Linked DNA regions of Bos taurus: region 1 is linked to region 2. A link is a contact called in public Hi-C data. All regions are on one chromosome and are shown on one strand. Each heading gives the region's core, a stretch centred on a gene start, on an enhancer-like site or on the middle of the called end of the contact. The rest is flanking DNA. Distances are from core to core; before and after follow the strand shown. Region 1 has its middle 17 kb from the start of TMEM14A. Region 2 overlaps TRAM2 (translocation associated membrane protein 2).

The links. Hi-C and Micro-C count contacts between places; a contact is called where the count stands out from the background.
Region 1: a Hi-C map of liver shows a contact between it and region 2, with 9 times the contacts expected there. The contact joins two enhancer-like sites. A contact is called at or near these places in 2 of 11 Hi-C or Micro-C datasets (liver and skeletal muscle).

What each region holds. Positions count from the first base shown.
Region 1 is chr23:25,035,635-25,041,475 of ARS-UCD2.0, forward strand. No RefSeq gene overlaps it. Among named protein-coding and RNA genes, the nearest start is that of TMEM14A, 17 kb to the right of the region's middle. Within about 2 kb of position 3,672, at least 1 of the 102 cell types and tissues checked has an H3K27ac peak or open chromatin away from gene starts, as enhancers often do. A contact at or near this core is called in liver, where this site is marked.
Region 2 is chr23:24,943,135-24,948,958 of ARS-UCD2.0, forward strand. The region is part of intron 1 of TRAM2 (translocation associated membrane protein 2); the gene reads right to left. Among named protein-coding and RNA genes, the nearest start is that of TRAM2, 12 kb to the right of the region's middle. Within about 2 kb of position 4,532, at least 24 of the 102 cell types and tissues checked have an H3K27ac peak or open chromatin away from gene starts, as enhancers often do. A contact at or near this core is called in liver, where this site is marked.

The sequences.
Region 1 (5,841 bases), core at 2,422-4,921, 92 kb after region 2:
ATTACGTTCTACAGACTTGTAGTTTAAGTAACTTATCTAAGATTTTAGCTAGTTGGTACCAGCACATGAACTGAGGTTTCACCAGCCAAGTACCCCTCTGAAGTCACTCTTCCATTCTCTCCCCCTTGTTTTAAGATAATGGGCCCATTTCAAACAAATGGTTTTACTCTAGTGACTTCATAAGGTCTGGAAATGCCAGCTCTAAGCAAAATTGCTATCCCCAGGCAATGCTTATTTAGGCTCAGCTGTTTCCTTATTCTATGAGGTTCTCCTCTCCCTTCCTTGCCGCGGTAAGCAGAATATGACAGGTATCTCAGATACTTTCATGTGAAAGTATCTTATGGTGGTTCAGACATTCAAGAATCTGTCTGCAATGCGAGCGGCCCAGGTTTGATCCCTGGGTCGGGAAAATCCCCTGGAGAAGGGAATGGCAACCCATTCCAATATCCTTGCCTGGAAAATTCCATGGACGGTGGAGCCTGGCATTCTACAGTCCATAGGATTGCAGAGTTAGACACAACTGAGCAACTAACACTTCTTCTCCTACCAAGTAGAACTTTTACCTTTTAAAAGAGAACAGTAAAAAGATCCCAAAGGAATAAATCTCTAAAGCAGGAATCCCAAATACTGTATGTAGCATATGGTTAGAGAACATACTTGGAGATGCCAAAGCATCTTCTTATTCTCTGAACAGTGGGCACTAGGTCCAAGAGTCATTTTATAAGATTGTAAATGAAACCTTCCTGAAGAATCCTGAAAAATGTCCCCCAAGTTACATACATTTACAGCAGTGATTCTCCAACTTGGCTGCGAGTTAGAGTCATTGGAGAGCTTGTTAAAACAAACACTGGGCCCCGCCCCCAGAGACTCAGTTTCTGTGGGTCTGGGCCCGGGCCTGAGAACTTGCATTTCTAAAAAGTTCCCAAGTGATGCTAGTACTGCAGGTCTGGGTGGCAACCCACTTTTGAAGATCATGTTTAGATTTAAAAATACACCTCTGAGAGAGTTTGACCGGCTGACATAAAACCTCCACACTGCGCTGCCCTGGTGCTAGACAGCAGTAGACTCCCACTTCTCCCCACCCCACCCCCAGGAGGGATGCCAGTCACAGCTTGAGGTGTAGCCTGGACAGTGGTGCAAAGGTCCCTGGTGTCCCCCAAGTGAGCCTGGACTAGAGCCAGGAGTCCAGGAGGGTTAGGATCTGCTGACACTTGTGTGGTGAGAAAACATTTTAAAAGTATGAATTCAGAGTTTTTCCCTTTCTGATAATTCCTGTTACTCTAGCACTGTCCCCTACCCAAACCTCTCCTCTGACTCTACTCCAGGCAACAACTAGAACCCCTTAAAATCTTTTTTATTTATTCGGCTGCACTGGGTCTCAGCCGCAGCACGCAGGATCTCAATCTTCATTGTAGCATGCGGGATCTTTAGTTGTGGCATGTGGAGTCTTAGTTGCAGCACGTGGGATCTAATTCCCTGACCAGGGTTTGAACCCAGGCCCCCTTCATTGGGAGTGCAGGGTCTTAGCCACTGGACCACCAGGGAGTTCCAGCTAGAACGCTTTTATTCTCACTGCACCAAGGAAGGGCTGATATAAGAAACAGGAAGTCTATTTCAAGCTTTTGTGCATCGGACCACACAGGCCAGCCTGTTTGGTGGTGTGACCGGTGTCGTGCACAGGCACTGCTCCCAGAAGGCCCTTGCACTTAGGTCGAATGCTCTGTAGTGGCTGCCCTGAAATTCTTACTAATTTTAGCTTTGAATCTGTGACTTGTAAACCAGACCACAGGACAGTGGAGCGCGCACCAGGGGCTTGGAGCCGCGACTCTTGTGCATCCTGCCCCCACTGTGTCTGGCTTGGGATCCCCACTGCTCACCCCTATGTCCCCTGGTGCCACAGCCCCTGTCACCTCCCTCTTCCTGTGTTGTGATCTGCTAGCTCCCTCCACACCTGATGTGGGCCTGGGCACAGGTGCAGGCACTGGGGGTGGCAGGGCTGGGTATGCCCACCCCATGGCATTTGAGGGTGGGATTCAAGGAAGCTGCCTTTTGGTCCCAGGCTGAGGGTACCAATCTGGTGGAGTTTCTTGCCCACTCATCCAGAGACTGAGTGTGCAGTGTGTACCAGCATGAAGGTTGCCATCCCTTGGGGATCGGCTGTCTGCTGTGGACAGGCGCTGTGGGCCCTCGGGAAGGGGCACTGACTTTCCCAACCCTGCCCAGCTTGGTGTTTTCATTTTGCATGGATTCTGGCAAGTAATGTAGCTGACCTGAACATGGGGCCTGCCACAGCCCACCAAAACCTCTGCACCCAAGAATAGCAGAGATGTAATAAAGAGATGAAACAGCAGAGAGGAAATGAAGCACATAGATAGCCCCACGGAGGCTCCTGCTTTCCCAGCACCATGCGCGATAGAAGACCTTTGTGCTCCAAGCAGTAAAGGGTTGAGCTGAAAGCAAGCTGGAACTGGGGGCCTTGGGTCAGGGATGACTTAGCACTGACCTGCACAGTGCAAAGGCCAGGTGAGAGCAGGCATCCACTGCGGGATACCAGCGTGGATAGACTGTGGCCCAGACGAGGCAGATCTGTACCCGTGTGTAAACCCACTTGGACAGATTAAACTCCTACCATCATATTAAATGGAGGTTTGAAGTAGAAAGTAAGTTTGTTTACAGACAAAGAATCCTCAAGGTCTTTCCTCAATTTATGACTTGCGGTTCATACCTGACACACTATCATCCCCAAAATGGGAAAAGGAGGTTGTAGAGGCATAGAATAAGAATGTGCAAGAAAAGGCATCATCCCGCAGATTGGGAGCTGAGAGCCTGGTCAGCCTGGCAACCAGCCTGAACCACTGTTCAGAGGGCCTAAATAGAGAACTCTGGATGTCACCCACAAGAGACAAATTACCCAGGCTCGTGTAACATCAGGACTAAGGCTGGTCAGAGGAAGCCACCCTAAGAAGCGGTGCCATGGCCCATTCAGAAACTCACTTATAAAAGAGTTGTTTAAACTGTTCATTAAAATATTTTGTTCTATCATGGATATGTTTCTTTTGCATTTTGTTTGGGAGAACACTTTTCTTAAAGTAACTTCACTAAAGCAGTTTAGGAATAAAACAAAAAAAAAAATGTTGGTTGCTAGGGGCACTGTCCCCGTGAAGGGTAAGATCAGTACTTGATGAAAGTGAGCAGGAGCTGAGTTAGAAAGACTGGAAGGAGCAAAGTATCAGGCAATACCTCAGCCTGATATTTTTACTGAAAAATCATTTTAAGATGTTTTTCTTTTTACCTACTTTTTCTGTAACAAGCATGCTGTCCTTGTGCATTTTTACAAGAGGGGTAAAACCTCTAAAAACAAGAGGAAACTGGAGGGACTCACAATACCTGTGGTGAAGGCTAATTTATGATTAGCCTTTCTCTGCATTTTGGAGGAGAGGAGGAATAAAGGCAGAAAAATCCCCAACATAGACTATCTGTCACATTCTGTTTTCATTAGCTGGATCCAGATGTAACTGAAAGAACAAAACATTCCCAGGGAGCAGCCGGAAAGATGTGGCAGCAGGGTGGTCCCCCACGGGGCCTGGGTCTTCAAAGGTAGAAAGTCCACCTGCAGGAGCCCTTCTCAAGTTGTCAACTTGGATTAGACGGCAGCTGACCCAGAGGACGCACCCCAGCAGGTTGCTGGGCTTTCGAGATTGCAGGGTGGGGGCAGGGAGTGGATTCTGTGGCCAGACTAGACCCATGTTTGTAAAACTTCTTACATAATCAAGTATGTTCCAGGTTGCAGCAAATGAGACAAAACTCAGATAAAACCCAAACCACTGCATCCAAAGTGCACGGATGGTTCCCTGGGGTTCCCTGGAACTGGATCTGACTTAGGGAGGGTTTCAACTTCTCCAGTTGGTGCCAAATCTACCATAAGAGAGAACTCCCGATACGGATGCAACTCAAACCTGTGATAAACTAGGACAGAAAAAGCCATTCAAAAAGCTGAAGCAGCTACACAGAACAAAAAGGAAGCAGAGACAAGCAGACTCAGAGAAAAATGGCATTTGATCACTCAGAGCAGATTACTGACTTATTCTTATGGAATCAGAGTGGAAAAAGGTTCTTCAGAAGGGGGTCAAGGCCCCCGTCCCATTTGAAAGAACATGCACCCTACTTGGCTGGGTGCCCTTCTTCACCGGTGTGGCCTCTATGTAAAGAGAATTGGACCCTGGTTCTCAGAAGCTTGTGTTTCCTCTCTGTCAGGGAGCCTGTTTAGCTCATGATGGGAATTTTGTCTTCAGCAGCATTGGTTTTCAAAATTCCTCACATGGACACAAAATTAAAAGGGAAGTGGAGTCCCTTTGGGATGTTTTATCTCATGAATCATCCGTCCCTTCCTGACTCTCCTGGGAATCCCATCCACACACAGAGGTCCCATTGACTCCTGTGGTCCCTGTCAAAGCCAACTTCAAGAATGGAAAAGATCAGCCCTCGTTGATTTCACGTTGGACTCACCAGCTAAATTCTATTGCTGGCAATGGTCAGATCAGCCTAGGATTAAAGAGACAGAAATACAAGAGCCTGCTATTCAAGTACTTGGGGGTTTCTAGCATTTGGACTGTAAATAGATCCAATAATTTATATGCAGACAGATGAATGGGCAATAGAGCTCTGTAGAGCTGTTGTTGTTGTTTTTAAACCTACTCTTTAGCCTGTTTGGGTAGTAACTAGGCTGTAAACACATGCAACTAAAGAAAGCCCTTTGTCAATTTTGATTTTTCTTTTAATATTAGAACAAGTAACAGAGTTTAAGGAAGTTCGTTGAAATCTGTGCAGTCCAAATCCTTTCCAGGGACACAGCAACTTCAGTTTTTAAAACACTTATCTGATTTAAATATTCAACAAGAAAAAGTATTTTTCATAAACAGGCTAGAACTGTTCTGTATACCTCACACTCCCAGGAAGAGGAGAGAGAGAACTGACTGATGGTCATCAGAAATTTTTTCTTTGGAAACATGAGTATTTCTGTGTTATTCATAAGTAACTGATTTGTACCCTCATTCATTCATCCATTCACTTTGTTCATTCACTGGACATCTGGTAAGTCCCTTCTTGTGCTAGGCCTAGGCGAAATTAGATAGATTCCAGTTCTATGTAAGATGGGGTAGGTAGCCTCGTGTCTCCCACTGAACGCAGCTATAAAACCTGGACAGAATACATGGAGCAAGTATTCACCATGAAAAGCAAATAGCATTAGGTTGACTGGAGAAAAGACCAAAATTTGAAATACCACTGAAGGTAGTGAACCTGACATTTTTTTCCCACTAATATGCCCTGGCCTGGTCTCAAGGCAGCCTCAGACCTGGAGGGGAGCCTTGGCAAGGGTGAGAAATGAAGGCTCCAGGAAATGCCATTTAAATTCTCTGACATGAGGAATGGCAAAGGGCTTCCTGACATTCAGAGAGAACAGAGAAAATTCCCCACTTTTCTTTTTCCTTCCTTTGCTTTTCCTTAATCTCTCACATGATCCAGCCTGCAACAGCCCACAGGCACCTAAAAACTCCGAGGGAGAGGAGTTCTCCTCTCTGACTGGAAGAAGCGGCCCAAGAGAATAGCACAAATCCTATTACTTTTTTTCTACCTTCCAGTCCTTACAATGATGGATCTGATTCTTTTTCTGAAGTTCGAATGCTCATAGCTCTCACGCCTCACCATACCCTCTTCCCTTTCTGCCCCACATCTGGGCAAAACTGATAGAAAGCTCAGATACTCCTTTGTAACTAGCGGGCAGTTCACACTATGGAGCTCCAGCTCCCAAGAACTCACCCCAGCATCAGACTCCAGCATCAC
Region 2 (5,824 bases), core at 3,282-5,781:
AACAGCAAAGAAAGTCATTCAGTAAAAGCAATTCGTAAAATGCAAATACCATATTATTTTTAAAAATGCTATGATGGGCTGTGCATGGATGGGCTGTGCACGGATGAGCTGTGCTCGGGTGCTTAGTCGCTAAGTTGTGTCTGACTCTTTGGGACCCTATGGACAGCTATCAGTGGGATTCTCTAGGCAAGGATACTGGAGTGGGTTGCTATGTCCCCCTCCAGGGCATCTTCCCGACCCAGGGATGAAACTCAGGTCTCCTGCACTGGCAGGTAGATTACCACCTGAGAAGCTCATGACAGGCCACACCATAGTATAACATAGTTCAAGCAGCACATCTCCACTTCATTGGACCACAGAGTTTTCTTTCGAGGGGGAGAAGGAGACAGTAGTCTGAAGTCATATGATCTTTGAGAAGGGGAAGAGGTGAGAGGTAATTCTGAGGCTTGATCACTTGAGGGAGCCCAGTGAACCATGGGCTGAGGGCTCAGAGCCCACCAAGGAGAAAACCTCAGCAAACGTACCCCATTTCCACATTTCTTAGCAGTCTTGGTGGCCCAGGCAGCAAATGGTGTATCTGGTGTGGCGTGGATACATCAAGACTATATATAAATATATATGAAAATGAGAGACAACAGAAAAGCAGCTGCCTGATGATGGCTTGTGAGGGTCACAGAATTAATTAGTATTCATGAATAATGAACACTGATGGAGTCCTTGATATCAAGCTCTGTGAAAATGCTGTATGTACACGCACTATTAGCTCACAAAAAACTCAATGAGATAAGCACAATTATTTTCATTCCCATTTTACTGAGCTTGTGTGGGGCACAGTTGAGGATCTTAAATTAGTGAAGTGGAGGAGCCGGTAAAGAACCAGGCAGTGTGAAAGCAACGTCTGCACTCCCAAGCTGTACATGCTCTGGGGTATTTACAAGCCCGGCACGACCTGGCAACATGACGTTGGGAAACAGGGTGCCCACCCGGATGGCAAGGGCAGCCGAGCCTCACACCAGCAGTCTGTTTTCCAGGAGAAGGAGAGCCTGGGAGTGAACCATCCCAATAAACCCGCACAAGAACACCACAACTGCCTTTCACTTCCCGGAGGTCTCCATGGAAATGCACAGAACCAATTGCGCCCTGGAGCCAGGCCTCTCCGATCTGTTTGGTTTTATACATGCCCCTCATCTGGGACTTTGGCCACGTCACCATGGTCTTTTTTTTTTTTTTTTAGCAGTAAAGTGGAGCGAAGGCACTTGGGACTAATCACAGCTGAAAGATCGTCTATTTAGCTTCAGCGTGCTGGGAGGAAGGGCAAGGAGACTATATTTGGGCAAACCGTTGATGGGGGGTTCAGTGGAGTGCTGGCTTGGGTGGCAGTGCCCTTCTCCCACCCGCGCCTGCCCCCACCCAAGCCATGTGGCTCGAGCACTTGGCTCTGACACAAGCACATCCCTGAATCCTCCCTGGGGCTCCGAGGAGCAGAGGCAGCACCGCCACTCCAGGAAGTGATGCAGTGAGAAAACCAGCACGGAGCCAACAGGAAGCCAGGGAGCCCTGCAGCACGAGGTGGTAACGTGGCCCCCGCCCCAGCTGCAGAAGCCCCCCAGCGATCAAGCTCAGACAGAGCCCCTCACAACTCTGGCCACAAGGAACTGTGACCACTGGTTTTCCTATCCCTCCTCCACATGAGGCAGAGCACTCCACGTGAGTCTCAATCATCTCCAGGTCCCAGGCACCTTCAATCAGCAGGGGCTCAATAAATATTTGAGCTTCCCTGGTGACTCAACAGTAAAGAATCTGTCTGCCAATGCAGGAGACCTGGGTTTGACCCAGGTCAGGGAGATCCCAGATCGGGAAGATCCCCTGGAGGAGAAAATGGCAATCCACTCCAGTATTCTTGCCTGGGAGATCCCACGGACAGGAGAGCCTGGCAGGCTGCACAGTCCATGGGGTCTCAAGAGTCGGACACAACTGAGCAACTAAACAACAAATAAACAACAATGACAAATTTAAAAGAGTTCTGGTAATGGTTGTATAACAATGGGAATGTCCTTAATGCTACGGAACTGTACACTTAAATGGAAATATCAGGGTAGGGGGGTAAAAGGGCTATGGGATTATATGAAGTCATGTGTGTGAAACTTCTGAAAATTGTAAAGGACTATGGAATTTAAAGAATCTTCCATTCAATTTAAAAAATTAAAAATTGTAAATGGTAAGATACTAACTAGTATGTCATGTATAGTGAAAGTGAAGTCGCTCAGTCATGCCTGACTCTTTGCGACCCCATGGACTGTAGCCCACCAGGCTCCTCCATCCATGGGATTCTCCATGCAAGAACACTGGAATGGGTTGCCATATCCTTCTCCAGGGGATCTTCCCAACCCAGGGATCGAACCCAGGTCTCTTGCATTGCAGGCAGATGCTTTAACCTCTGAGCCACCAGGGAAACCCATGTTATGTATATTTTACCACAATTTTAAAAAAAATAACACATATCACAGAAAAATAACAGGTGGTGACACTCAGATGCTTCTAACACCCATTGTATGAAATGTGGCCTTGTGTGCATTGAATAATTTGAGTTTAACAAGTATGGGGTGGGTTTAATAAGGTAACAATTAACAGTGAACCATGATTTACTGAAACAAAATGTCACAGAGGTGGCAAACGGGACACTCAGTAGGCCCTTCCAGGTATCCTAAAGCAGGAAGAGTCAATAAACGTGTAAGGGGTCAGAGACAAAGCCCCACATCCATCCAAGAAACCAGACTCTTCCCCACATACTTTCAACCCCAGATCTGAGAGCTGGCACCCCACCGGTCACAGGAGTGCGAGCGGTCCACACACCTGTTTCACTCCCAGCTCTTTCTAACAGGACGGGAGGGTGGCAGTCTACAGAGCAGACCTGTGTGTGTGTGCCCAGTGGCTCTGCTGCGTCCAACTATGAGAGCCTGTGGACTGCAGCCTGCCAGGCTCCCTCTGTCCATGGGATTTCCCAGGCAAGAATACTGGAGCGGGTTGCCACTTTCCTAAGCCACTTCCTCCTCCAAGGGATCTTCCCCGACTCAGGGATCGAACCCTCATCTCCTGTGTCTCGGTAGACAGATTCTTGACCACTGAGCCACCAGGGAAGCCCGAGTAAACCTGTGGATGTTACTAAATCCTACTGGAAAGGGAGGGCCAGTAGATCTGAGATGTTCCTCTACTTTGGTAAGTTTATGTGGTGCATGAATCTCCAAGGAAGGGGGCCTGGTAGGAAGAGTTTCATGTACCCCTCTGACCCAGAAACTTCCAGCCTCCTGTCACCATGCCAGGGATTCCAACATCCTGGAACTCGAATCAGGAAATATCAGTGTGAGTAGATGGATTATTTAGAATATCCTGAGTGTATACCTGGCTCCCCAATTTACTAGCTGTGTGACCTCAGGCAAGTTATGTGAATTCCCTTGGCCTCAGTTTTCTTCTCTTTAAAATGGAGTCAGGACTCCGGCTCTGAAGTCAGACAGGTGGGCTGTCGATCCTGGCTCTGGCCTCTTGACCAATGGAAGCCTGGTTAGGCTCCCTGCTCTTTGCAGACCTCAGTTCCCTCGTCTGTACTATGGGAGCAACCACAGTATCCACCTACTAAGGGTGGCTTGGAGGGCGGGATAACGGGACCCAAGGAAGGTGCTCACAGCAGTGCTTGGCACAAGGTCAGCACTCAGCACACTTTGTCCTTTGACCCCACAAGCTGTAAAGTGCTACATGAACGTCAGCATCCTCTGAGGCTCCAGCCAAGTCCCACTCTTCTCTGACGAAACTTCCCTTGCTGGAATCTAAAAGCTTTCTCAATTCCAGGCTTACACAGTGGGTAAAACCACTGTATTCACCACAAGTATATTCAGCATTTAGTTATAAGCTGATATCTAGCACTATTTCCTACACTGATATCTAGTGATTCAGATAGAATTCTTATCTCAAGTTTTTTTCCAAAACAGAACTGAGAGGAGTTAGATGAATTTAAAAGCTACATACACCTACTGTTAGAAAAAAAAATTAAGGGAAAGATATAACACTGAAAACTAAAGTCTTCCATGAGCTACCTGGGGGAGAGACATAATTGATGTTGACAGTCTGCTATGATTTTTCCGGATTTTGCCTTTGCATATACACATGTTTTTTAGTATTATTAAAATGGACTCAAGCAATGGCTCCCTGTTTCCTAAGCCGAGGAGCAAATCCAAACGCTGGGTGTCCACGGCCCTGAGACCAGTGCAGACTCATCTTCCATAACTTCCTTCCTGAGCCACCTCCCCGACTTTGGCAACACAGAGCCACTTCCCACTCCCTAACCTCTCTGTCCCTTCCACACATCCTCTCTCTGCCTGGAACACCTACCTTCTCCCAGGTCCATCTGCCTGGCCAGCACCCCTCGGGCCTTGAGGCCCAGCACACGTATCTCGTGTTTACAGTGACTCACTCTGTACCTTTGCACACAAGAGCACCAAGGATACTGCCCCTCCCACAGGACTCCGGGCCTTGTGACAGCAGGACCTTCACCTTTCCATCTGTGACCCACTTGGCAGAGAGCGCACGCCCGGTCTGAGTCGGGCTGAATGAACAGATGAGAAAGGCCGAGGCTGGCAGTGAGGAGGCGTGAACTGTTAGAGGCTGCGAGAGTGTTCAGAGCAGGTGGTGCCGGTGCGACATGGGAGGTGACACAGGAGGTGACGTCTAGGGAGAAGCTAGAGTCAGTCAACAAAACGGGAGACAGGGGATGGGGGGGGGTGCATACACAAAGCAGGAGGCAGGCAAGAGGAATGTTCAGGAAGCACTAGGGTGGTTTGCGATGAGGGGTCAGGGCAGGAGCACGCTGAGCTTGGAGGACAAAGGCTGGTCAGACTCCAGGGGGACCTGGAATGCCACACTGGGCTCCTCAGACTTCAGGTGGGCACCACCAGAGGCCTGGAAGGGAGTGAGACCCAGACCCAGCTCTGAGCCAGACGACGTCCATGGAGAAGGGACCACAGAGGAGGCCAGACAGGAGGCCGAGGACCAAGCTGGGACTCACTGTAGCCATTCAGGGGGGAGACATCCAGGGTGTGAGCAAAGGTTGAGGAGCAGTAAGGGTGAGCAGGGATGCGGGGCAGCTCAGAAGGTCAAGCCGGTGGGACTAAGAGACCAGACGTGGGCCAGTGACCACAGGGGTCTGTTCCGACAGATGCACTTGCTTTACTTCCCTCTGCTGTAGACCACGTAAACTACAGGCAGTGGGGGCCAGGGCTGTTAAGATGACGGGTGATCACCAACGGGCCTCGGGAAGAAGACCCCCAAGGTTCCACCCGGGTTCGAGAGGTCAGACAAGGGCCCGATCCCCTCGTTTTGTCTCCAGGAGCCTGGCACCAGCACAGAGATGGCAGACACATGTCAAAGATGATGACTGACATCCATCAGCACCCACCGCCTGACGGACGGAGCGCAGACAGCCCCTTATGTACAGTGAGCGAAGCAACTTCGTGAACAAAATGAAGCTGTGCACAGGCCGAGCCTCTCTCCTCCCCTCCCCAGTCAACCCCCATCCCCCAACCCCAGGAAACCTCCCCAAAGGGCTCCCCCGCCCTCCGCCTCCTCTGACACTGGAACAAACCCTGCTTCCCTGGGTCAGGCTGCTGTACTTGAACATAAGCCCCTTCATGGCTTATGTAGCGAGAAAAAAAGGGGAGGGGGGGTGAAGATGTTCCATCTGTCTGAGGCCTGACTTCTTAAAAAATTAGAAATCGCGTTAGACACAAAACATACTGTCTGAGTAAGTCTGAAGGACACTTCAGTGATAAGGTCA